Regions from separate parts of the Mus musculus genome. Here region 2 is linked to region 1. Evidence: chromatin contacts called from public HiChIP or PLAC-seq data. All regions are on one chromosome and are shown on one strand. The core of a region is the stretch at or near the end of the contact, and the rest is flanking DNA. Distances in the headings are between cores, read along the strand shown.

Region 1 (4,776 bases), core at 429-2,928:
ACACATAACAACACTCAAGGTCTCCCTTGGGTTTGACTCCTAGGACAGGTTTCCTGTTACATAAAAGGGCAAAGAGGCCCACATATGGGCACAGAAGGCAAATTATCAGTCATATTTGATGCTTCCAAGTCACTAAATTCAAGTCTGGCCTTGATGAGTACTTGACTCTTGAATATGAAACATCATAGCAAATTTCTAATATGTGATGTTGGTACACTAATGTTATAACCTAAAACTGCATGTTCTTCAAATCAACCAACCCAAACCATAATGTACCAGGGAAGACCTTGTTGGAATCAATATTCTTGGTATCACACACACCCCTACCCACTAGATCATAGCGAAAGTAATCCTGCAAAGCAACATATTATTATTATTATTATTAATTTTTCTTTTGGTAAAATGTGCCATAACTTACAGTGGCCTTGCAAGCACACTAGGGCGGGAAGTTCAGTTGTTATTCTAATACAGGTGATGACTGTGTCTCATCCTATTGGTAGAGTGCGACCTCAGACTCTGCCATGGTTGGATAGTTCCTAATAGATGCAAAGGAAGGAGGGAAGGAAGGGGTCCATAGCTCTTGTCGTCAGAATGGAAGGCCTTTGTGTAAACAGGTTTTCCAGATGATTAAAATACTTGAATAATTTTACAAGGTGGAGATTATTAGAGTATTGACTGTTGGTGTGCTAGCTACTGTTTATAGAAAAAAGTCCGTTTCTCACAACCTCTTGGGGTTAGGAGTAGTCTTAGGTTTGGAGTCTATCCAGATTTCAACAGAGGCAATACTGAGAGAAAAAAGCAGGCCGAGGAAGGCGGACTATTTTAATAGCCAGTGGAGCCTTTGTTTCTTGAAGGAAATCTGAAGTGAGTGAAAAAATTAGTTTTTCTGGAAAGATGACAGTAGGCTATCCTATAGACCTAGTAACTCGGAACAGATATGTATGTCTTGTTTTATGAGGATGAGCTTGAAAATTCATATTCCCTCCCCACTAATGGCCGGAGACTGAGCGCATCTGCGCGTCTACGTGCATCTATTTGTGTTACAGCTCCCACTGCGAGTACATTTCTACGGCTGAAGTCAGGTCTCGATTTGTTGCCATCTTGGTGTTGCATCTTAACTGGACTGCCCTCATGTCCTTATTTTTCTGCTTGCTTATTACATTAATAACAAGAGGAAATGCCAAAAAACCTCGAATTGGCTAAGGCTCGAGGCGTTAGGAACTTTCCCCCATGTTCCTGGCCGACTTATTCCGAGTGTGCCGGGTTGGGTTCCTCAGGTGATTCCCGTGCCACCAGTCCAGGTTCTGAAATTTAACACCCTGGCTGATTAGTCATTCAGAACAATGCTGAAACAACGATGCTATAAAATAAACATTGCGATGTTATAAAATAAACATTGCGTGGTTCAGAAAGGGCTTAGGCCTTTAACAAGGGCCCACAGTGGCAAGAACATGCATGAAAGCACCGTCTATATGAGCCAAAGCAGGGAGCAGCAGTAAGGTCAGCCAAGAGCACCTTGCCAGGCTGTGCCACGAGGCAGCCAGGGCTCCTCCTGAAGGACGACCTATCTGCCCGTTAACCTGGAGCCTCTAAGGTCCGCCAATGGCTTGAACTTGTCCCCTGTGGCCTACCATCAGCCCGGGTAGAGACGCAGTGCGACGCAGTGACGTCACGGGCCGGGACTCGGGGAAGTGACGCATCAGGGGTGGGAACTGCAGTCTTGCTAGTATGTCTGCGCTCACCCGTCTGGTACCTTTCGGCCGCGTCGGAGGCCGCCTGCTCCGGGGCTGCCGCGCGCGGGCGGCTGGAGACAGTGGAGTCCGTCAGTGAGTGTCGGGCGGGGGCGAGGGTTCGGCCGGCTTGAACAGGCAGCGCTGCCATCCGGACGCTGTCACCTTGAAGCAGTCGCCCGGGAGGGTGCGTGAAACTCCGCTGCCGCCCGAGGCATGCTGGGTCTTGTAGTTTTGCCTGGACCGAGACTGGCCTTTTAGTCGGCTTGGTGGGCTAGAGGTGAAGGGATGGCGCAGGGTTGCGGGAGAGAGGCGTTAACTAAGACCCGAGTGATAAGAATCCAGTCCCGCACAGTCTCCCGGACTGAGCCTTCCAAGCAGCTGGCTAGTGGAGGTCCCGAGCGCATGGAGACGGGTGGAGATGGGCTCAGAGACAAGACGGGTCCAGGCAGGGCAGACACGGAGACCTTGAGTCAGTAAGGTAGTATAGTCTGTTCTTTTCACCATTAGGTACATTTTTACGATTAAAATTTGGCACTTTTTTTGAGCCTCACTGTGTAGCCTCGACTGACCTGGAACTCATTAGTGATCCTCCTGTCTCTGCTTTCGGAGTGCTGGGATTAAAGGCGTGCGCCCCCAAGTCAGTGTTTAGATTTGGCACTTTAAATCCTAGATTGGATGCTGTGTCTTACTCATTTTGCCTTCTCTCCACCCGAGATTTGTAATACTTATAGCTTTATTTTGTTGTATTGATCTGTCTCTCAGTCTCTGTCTGTCTCTGTCTCTCTGTCTCTGTCTCTCTCTCGCTCGCATATAACCTGGCAGGTTTTGTCCACCGAGATTTCTTTTAAGATCTTCATACCGTTTTGGGGATGCTTCCCGTCCAGTTTCACTACTTAGCTTGGATTTCCCTTACCTCCAACGGGGGAAGAAGGGTTCCACTATTCATCTAAGTTCCCAGCCCTTGGTTTGGGTTTTTGGGCCACAAAAGGTCCAACCCAGCAATAGTTCAGGTGGAAACTTACCTGAAGTTTGGCTTCTGGTAACTAAGTTTCAGTTTCCTTCTCGTTGATTTATTATTACTTTTCGCCCTTTCATTATGGGGCTACAGCTTGATTCAGGAGTCTAATGATAGACCACTTGTCTTGGGTCTCTGAGTCGTCAGAGTGGGATCCCTGTGAATGCCAGCTTCAGTACTGGCTTCCCAGGCATTTGTGCTCAGTTACTGATACTTTTTTTTTTTTTTTTAAGATTTATTTATTTATTATATGAAAGTACATTGTAGCTGTCTTCAGACACTTCAGAAGAGGGAGTCAGATCTCGTGTACGGATGGTTGTGAGCCACCATGTGGTTGCTGGGATTTGAACTCTGGACCTTCGGAAGAGCAGTCGGGTGCTCTTACCCACTGAGCCATCTCACCAGCCCCCCAGTTACTGATACTTGAAAAAGGACCTTTTATTTATTTCATTTTAGCATCATGTTTATTTTAATTGGGAGACCCCTCAGGGTATCTAGATTGCCACAGTGCACTTAGTCTGGCTGAAGCATGACACACAAGTGTTTATTGAGATTTTGCCTTCCTCCTTTCCTCCCCCCACCCCTTTTGGGGACAGGGTTTCTCTGTGTACCCCTGACTACCCTGGAGCTCACTTTGTAGATCAGGCTGTCTTCAAACTCGCAGAGATCTGCCTGCCTCTGCTTCCAGAGTCCTGGGATTAAAGGTGTGTGCCACTATGGTCTGGCTGCACAGGTAGATCTTGGGTAATAACTGTTAAATACAGTTGGCAAACAAGGGAATTACAGAAGCGGCTCTGCTATGTTCTTTAAGTTGTGAAGCAATGACAGCTGACAGAATGGCTAAAAGGAACAGGTGAACATGCTGTGGGGAGGCCTTGTCAGAGGACCAGGAGTTTGAGGCCAGCCTGGCCTACACAGGGAGATCCTGTCTATAAAGGACTAGAGCATGGTGATGGCATTCCTTTAATCTCAGCGTGCAGGAGGCAGAGGCAGAAGGATGATGAGTCCCTGGCCAACTTGGGCTAAATAGTGAATTCAAGGACAGCCTGGGCCACATGGCGAGGTTGCCTCGTTAAAAATCACCTCTCACACCATCGATAACTAAGATCTCATTCAGAGCCTTCCAACTGGACATGCTATCAGCTGGGCAAACACTTACACAAAAATAGATCTTTATCACCAAGACAACTTTAGCTGGTTGGAATTTCAACGGAGGGTTATGGTTTGTGTCTGTGTGTGTATATGTGTGTGTGTCACTTGGGACCAAACCCCTGTTAGGCAAGTACTATATCATCGTGCTATACCCCAAGCACAAGAGTTAGGTCTTTAGTTAATAAAATGGAAAATAAAAACAAAATTATTTAATGTTATTCGCTTGTAGGCAACATTCTTGGGCTTTGTCATCAAAATGCTTATGATCACATTTGTAAAACTGTAAGTCAGCATCTGTCACATAAAGGTGTCTTATAAAGTTCAGACAACAGCCATAAAGTCCAGCGCGGTGCACGTGGTGAATACTGAAGAGCTAGCTAGCGATCTTTCAGAATGGGAGGGAATAATAGAAACAGTCCCAGCTGGTCAACAACCACCAGGGCTGAAGAGCTGGTTCAGTGGGTAAGAACGGGGGTGGGGTGGGGGGGCGGGGCGGGCAGAACTTGAGTTTGGATGCCAGCACCCAGAGGGAGAGCCAGGAGTTGCCATCTGCATATAACCCCAGTGCTGCAGGACACTGTCAAGAAGATCCTATCTCAAGGGGATGTAGTCCAGAGTGACTGAGCGAGACTCACTCTTCTGCTAGGACAAAAAGATAGGCAGAGGTTGGGGAAGAACCATAGGAAAATTGCTACTTAAAAATTCTACAGGAACTTTTAGTGCATTTTTTGCTATGCTGGACTGAAAATATGTAGAACATATTTTATATAGGCACACTCAAGATTTTTATATCTGGTTCATATGCATCAGCATATGGTTTGCTGCTGAATAGGTGATAGAAATACCTACATTAAGTATAAATTACCTCATTTACAT
Region 2 (4,872 bases), core at 37-2,536, 34 kb after region 1:
AACATGATCAGAAGGGAATAATACTCTACTGACTATATAAACTATGACTTTTGAAAAAGAACAAACCTAGAGACTGAACCTAGACCAACTTCTGTACTGTTGTTAAAGCATGTGAATGATCTGCCTTACATTTTTGTCTCTATAATTTCAGAACCAAAAAAGGTCATCTCCCTGGGACACACTACGATCTTTGTTAGAATTATGTGCCTAAAAGGTTCCTGAAAGCCAGATTACAACCAAGTAGTCTCTTCTAACTAATTAAAACAGTTAAATGTATAATGAAAGGATTTAAAAAGGAAACTTAGCTAACTATAATGTAGAATCTAAGAAAGGGTCTCGTCATCCTTTGGTCTGACCTAACATTTCAGATGAAGGGACTCAAGGAAGCCCAGGAAACTTTGAAGTTAATGGCCAGAGGGCAGTTCTCCCTCCCACCTCTGAAAGGCAGCTTCTTCTCTCCTCCCACTTTGCCACTTGCGCCAACTTCATCCCTGATCCCAGAAATCATAATCTATCCTTACTATTTGGAGAATCTGCTTTTTGGAGACTGCTACATATCTTTCTGGGTATTTAGACAAATATGGGCTTGAAAGCCCTTCTAACTTTTCTGTTTCTAGTAGGGTAACCCAACTGTACAAAGATGTTTAAAACACCTGTATTGGGCTGGTGAGATGGCTCAGTGATTAAGAGCACCGAATGCTCTTCCAAAGGTCCTGAGTTCAAATCCCAGCAACCACATGGTGGCTCACAACCATCCGTAACGAAATTTGATGCACTCTTCTGGAGTGTCTGAAGACAGACTACAGTGTACTTAACTTATAATAAATAAATAAAGTTAGATAAATAAATATTAAAAAAAAACCCCACCTGTATTTGGCTCAGAGCTGATATTTCAAAACTCATTGGACTCAGGATTGTTTTTATTCAAATATAATTGAAGATCATACAGTGTTTGTCTATATGGACTACCTCTGTGAATATTTAAGATATCAAAACTCAACTGACTATTATTTACTAATTCATTTAAATATTAAGCAAGCAGAGAATACCTACTCTTAATACAAAGTTCAGTAACAACAGAGCCACAACTCTCTCTCCTCTGTTTTAACTGCAATAGGCTTGGAATCTTGTATTTGTTTTTCCATTCAACCAGCTGCAGTGTGTCGTTCTGACTGAAGGACAGGAAGAAAACTGCTTTCATAAAGGAAAGACCTAGGGACCCTCTGAAAGGTCACATGAAACCACTGTGGGTTCACAGCAGGATTCCTAGAAATAACTCTTCAACAGTCTGCTGCAGAGACTGTGTTCTCATCTTTTCAACTTTCTTCTACAAAGCAGAAAGGAGACAGATCTGTGCAGAGAGCACAGGATGACTAAAAATATCCTCCTTTTCTTTTGTCTTTCCTCTTCCAATTGGCCCATAATTATGAAGTTCTTTCTAGTGTGAGGAAGGTCTATTTCCAATTTTGGCTCAAATAAAAGTGTGAGCGAGTCTTTCTGTTATGAATAGCATATTCTCATTCTCTCTCTCTCTCTGAATAAGTTTGCAAAACTTAAAAAAAAAAAGAGCAAGATACACAGACCATTTGAACATAAATTTTTGGTTTTTTTTTTGTTTTTAGACAGGGTGTCACCTAACTCTGGCTGTTCTTGTCACAGAGTTATACCTGCTTCTACCTTCTTTTTTTTTTTTTCTTTCCATTTTTTATTAGGTATTTAGCTCATTTACATTTCTGCTTCTACCTTCTGAGTGTTGGGACTAAAGGTGTGCACTACTAAGCCCAGCAAAGTATTTTAAAATAATTTTTAATAACACTCAAACAATTTATGATATATATTGTTTAAATATACTGAAACTGGTTTTGCAATAAGTTTTTTTAAAGAGAAGAAAAAAGACCATTTACACAAAAAATAAGAGACAAAGTCTCACTTTGTAGCTCTGGCTGTTCTGGAACTATATAGACAGGCTGGCTTCAAACTAATAGAGGTCTATCCAGTTGTTCAGCTTTCTAAGTGCTGGGATTAAAGGCATGTGCAATTATGCCTGGCTTACAATGTTATTCCTGTGAGTAGTGGGAACTGTGAAAGTACTGTAGTTAAGCCCTTCAGTGTATTTCTCGTAAGCAGTCACTAGTTTAGGACTGAAGAATGTGACCAACTGAGATACCTCCTCAATTCTTACCATCCACAAAATAGATCCAGACAACTGTTCAAACTGATGGGACCCACTCCACCGAGATTTCACTGTGGCTAGACCAAAGTCACCTATTTTTACCGTGAGGTCTTCATGAAGAAATATATCTGAGGTGCAGTAAGTAAAGGAAAAAAAAAAAAACAGATTGCATTTTCCTATTAGAGAAAGCATTTTGAAGATTTCAGGTAAAAGAATTACTTTCCATAACTCTATAGTACTATATTTTCTTTTTAAAATACAGAGATTCGTATGTCCTCTGAAAGTCAACAAATATGTTTTGAGCAAGACCTTTGTTCTATTTAGCTTACACGACCTACTTTTAAGCTGTCCCAGGCCTGAAGTATGTGAGCATAAGGTTAAGATACTTCCAAGCCTATGGGGGACCTGGGGACGTTCTAATTTGATTTGGCCCAGATACACTTTAACTCTGCTGGGAAAGCGGCCCAGGCTCTTTATGAGAATACAGTGATGTCAGAAAGGAGCTCCGTGGACTGAGACACAAAAAGAAAAATCGTTTCTTCATGTCTGTTAAATAATTTTCTTAGGTTTCAAATCTCATCTACTACTAAGCCAGTTAGATGAGCTAAAGCAGTTGCCACAAAAATACTCACTTTATAGGGCACATAGGATCTAAGCAAGCAAGACAGCAAGCCCTACTATGATAAAGACCCGTGACAGGCTTTCCTACAGCGCCCAGCCATGCAGAAACCCCATCAGGCTGAATCCTACTCTATTATACTCTCATGCAAATTGGTTCATTTTCTTTATAGCATATGAAACGTAGCACAAAACTAGTTTTACATAACAGGAAGAGAAAATGTAGAGGAAAGAGTCAGGGTGGTTCAGACTTCGCAGACCAATTTCAGGAAGGATACTATTACTCTTGAGGTCTCTGTGGATGATTGACTTGGCGTGTAAGTAACTGAAAAACAAAACATCATTTAACCTGAGTAGGACTGAGTAGGACTCCGGCCTCAAAATCTACAGAACATAATTAGTAGTGTACAGACATATTTAGAATAATGAAACAACTGAAATTGATATGTTGTGATAAACCATTCACATATTAATTGACAGTAATTTTAGGATTATATAAACATATCACTATTATATACAGCCCAAATTCTGTTGTATAGAACTCTGCTTTATCTTTTACTAGTTACAAATACAAACCTTTCACTCAGTCAAGTCTGTTTATTCATGTTCTTGAAATACACCTTGATATTTGATCCTACCTCTTTCAAGATTCCTCTCCCAGCCGCCCGTCCCCAAATCAGCGTCCCTTCTATTTTCCACCTATTCATACTCTAAAACGAACAAACATTCTTTTCTCACAAGGAACCTAATACAAAGTAATCATTCCCTATTCAATTCTGGAGTAATCAATGCAACAGTTGGATCCTTGTCTGCTTTGTTTTTCATGTGCCATGCTTGCTTTCCATTTAGAATACAAACTCCCTTAGACTATGAAAGTCAAAGCATGATATATTCTTAAAACTTAGTACTAGTAAGGAAGAATTTTTCTTATAACAACATATTACTATTAAGATGACGATGATGGCTTTTTTGAGATATGGTCTCACTAGGTAGCACTGGATGTCCTGGAACTCACTGCATAGACCAGGCTGGCAGTGAACTCACAGAGATCTGCCTGCCTCTGTCTCCTAAGTGTGGGACTAACTGGATGTACCAGCATGATCTGCCAACATTATATTATTGTCAACGACAAGTCAGTTATCCTAAATTATCCTAAAAACTACTTTAGTTTTAGACTTAATTTCTACTTATTTCCAATGCATGGAACACTGCCTAGCAGGTGTGAAGTATTCAATACATAGCTGCCAAGTCAACTACAATAGGTGCAAGGACTTCGGAAATCTAACAGTGACCACCTTGAATTCTGACTTAAAATCAGAATATAAAAGCAAAGTCATATCATGAGCACTATTAAAGCTGAGAATTATAAATAGTTCAGACTGTTCACACCTTCCTATCTTTATAAAACATCCTCATTCTTCCAGCCAGACAGCAAGATCTGCAACTATTTTGAACAAAAATGTCATTTTAAATTACTGTATCCACAGTAAACCCCTTTCATCCCTTATTGTCACTTCCTGCTATTTCCTTCACAGCACTGATTATGATCTAAAGATCTTGTCATCACTCTGAGCGCTGTGCTTCCACTCCATCATTAACGGCAAGAGAAAATCAGAGGTCACTTATAGGTCTCATCTACTTTAAACCTTTTAAAGAATTATTTCTTACTTGTGTGTATGGATATGTTTCTGTCTACCAGCCACACACGCGCAGATGCCTGTGAAGGCCAAAGGAGGGTGCTGGAGGAAACTGATTCCCCGGAACTACAGTTATAGGTAGTTATGAGCTGCCTGCCCAATGTGGGTTCTGGGAACTGAACCCGGGTCCTCGGGAGGAGCAGCGAAGCAGAAATCTGATTGAAAGAAACGCAGCGAGAACAAAGTAGGTAAAATCTAACTGAAGGGTCAAAGAGAGAAAATTTAGGGTCAGGAACTTGGTAGATATTGATCAAGACACATCTAATTCCTAACTAGTGACATACTGGTTAGTAAAAGCTAGGGCAAACCTAGCAGAACTCAAAGTTACAACAGCTGCTTCGAGTTGATTGTGCATGGTGAAAGGAGAGAGCCATCTACCCACAG

The links. HiChIP or PLAC-seq counts read pairs in DNA pulled down with a chosen protein or histone mark.
Region 2: an H3K4me3 HiChIP or PLAC-seq map of the 230-238 cell line shows a contact between it and region 1, with 28 read pairs. The contact joins the enhancer-like site here to the promoter of Ndufb2 in region 1. A contact is called at or near these places in 3 of 39 promoter capture datasets (cranial neural crest, embryonic stem cells and macrophages), 1 of 15 datasets of contacts at CTCF or cohesin (CD8 T cells), 5 of 115 datasets of contacts at active chromatin or transcription factors (the 230-238 cell line, the SCID.adh cell line and embryonic stem cells) and 2 of 9 other capture datasets (adipose tissue and pancreatic islet).

What each region holds. Positions count from the first base shown.
Region 1 is chr6:39,590,887-39,595,662 of GRCm38.p6, forward strand. It overlaps Ndufb2 (NADH:ubiquinone oxidoreductase subunit B2), which reads left to right and starts at 1,679. Exons shown (of 4, transcript NM_001358797.1): 1 at 1,679-1,826. The coding sequence starts at 1,729.
Region 2 is chr6:39,625,540-39,630,411 of GRCm38.p6, forward strand. It overlaps Braf (Braf transforming gene), which reads right to left. Exons shown (of 22, transcript NM_139294.5): 17 at 3,070-3,116; 18 at 2,183-2,301. All of the region lies in intron 1 of Gm34389 (a long non-coding RNA gene), which reads left to right. Among named protein-coding and RNA genes, the nearest start is that of Gm34389, 11 kb to the left of the region's middle. Within about 2 kb of position 1,287, at least 10 of the 459 cell types and tissues checked have an H3K27ac peak or open chromatin away from gene starts, as enhancers often do. A contact at or near this core is called in the 230-238 cell line and CD8 T cells, where this site is marked.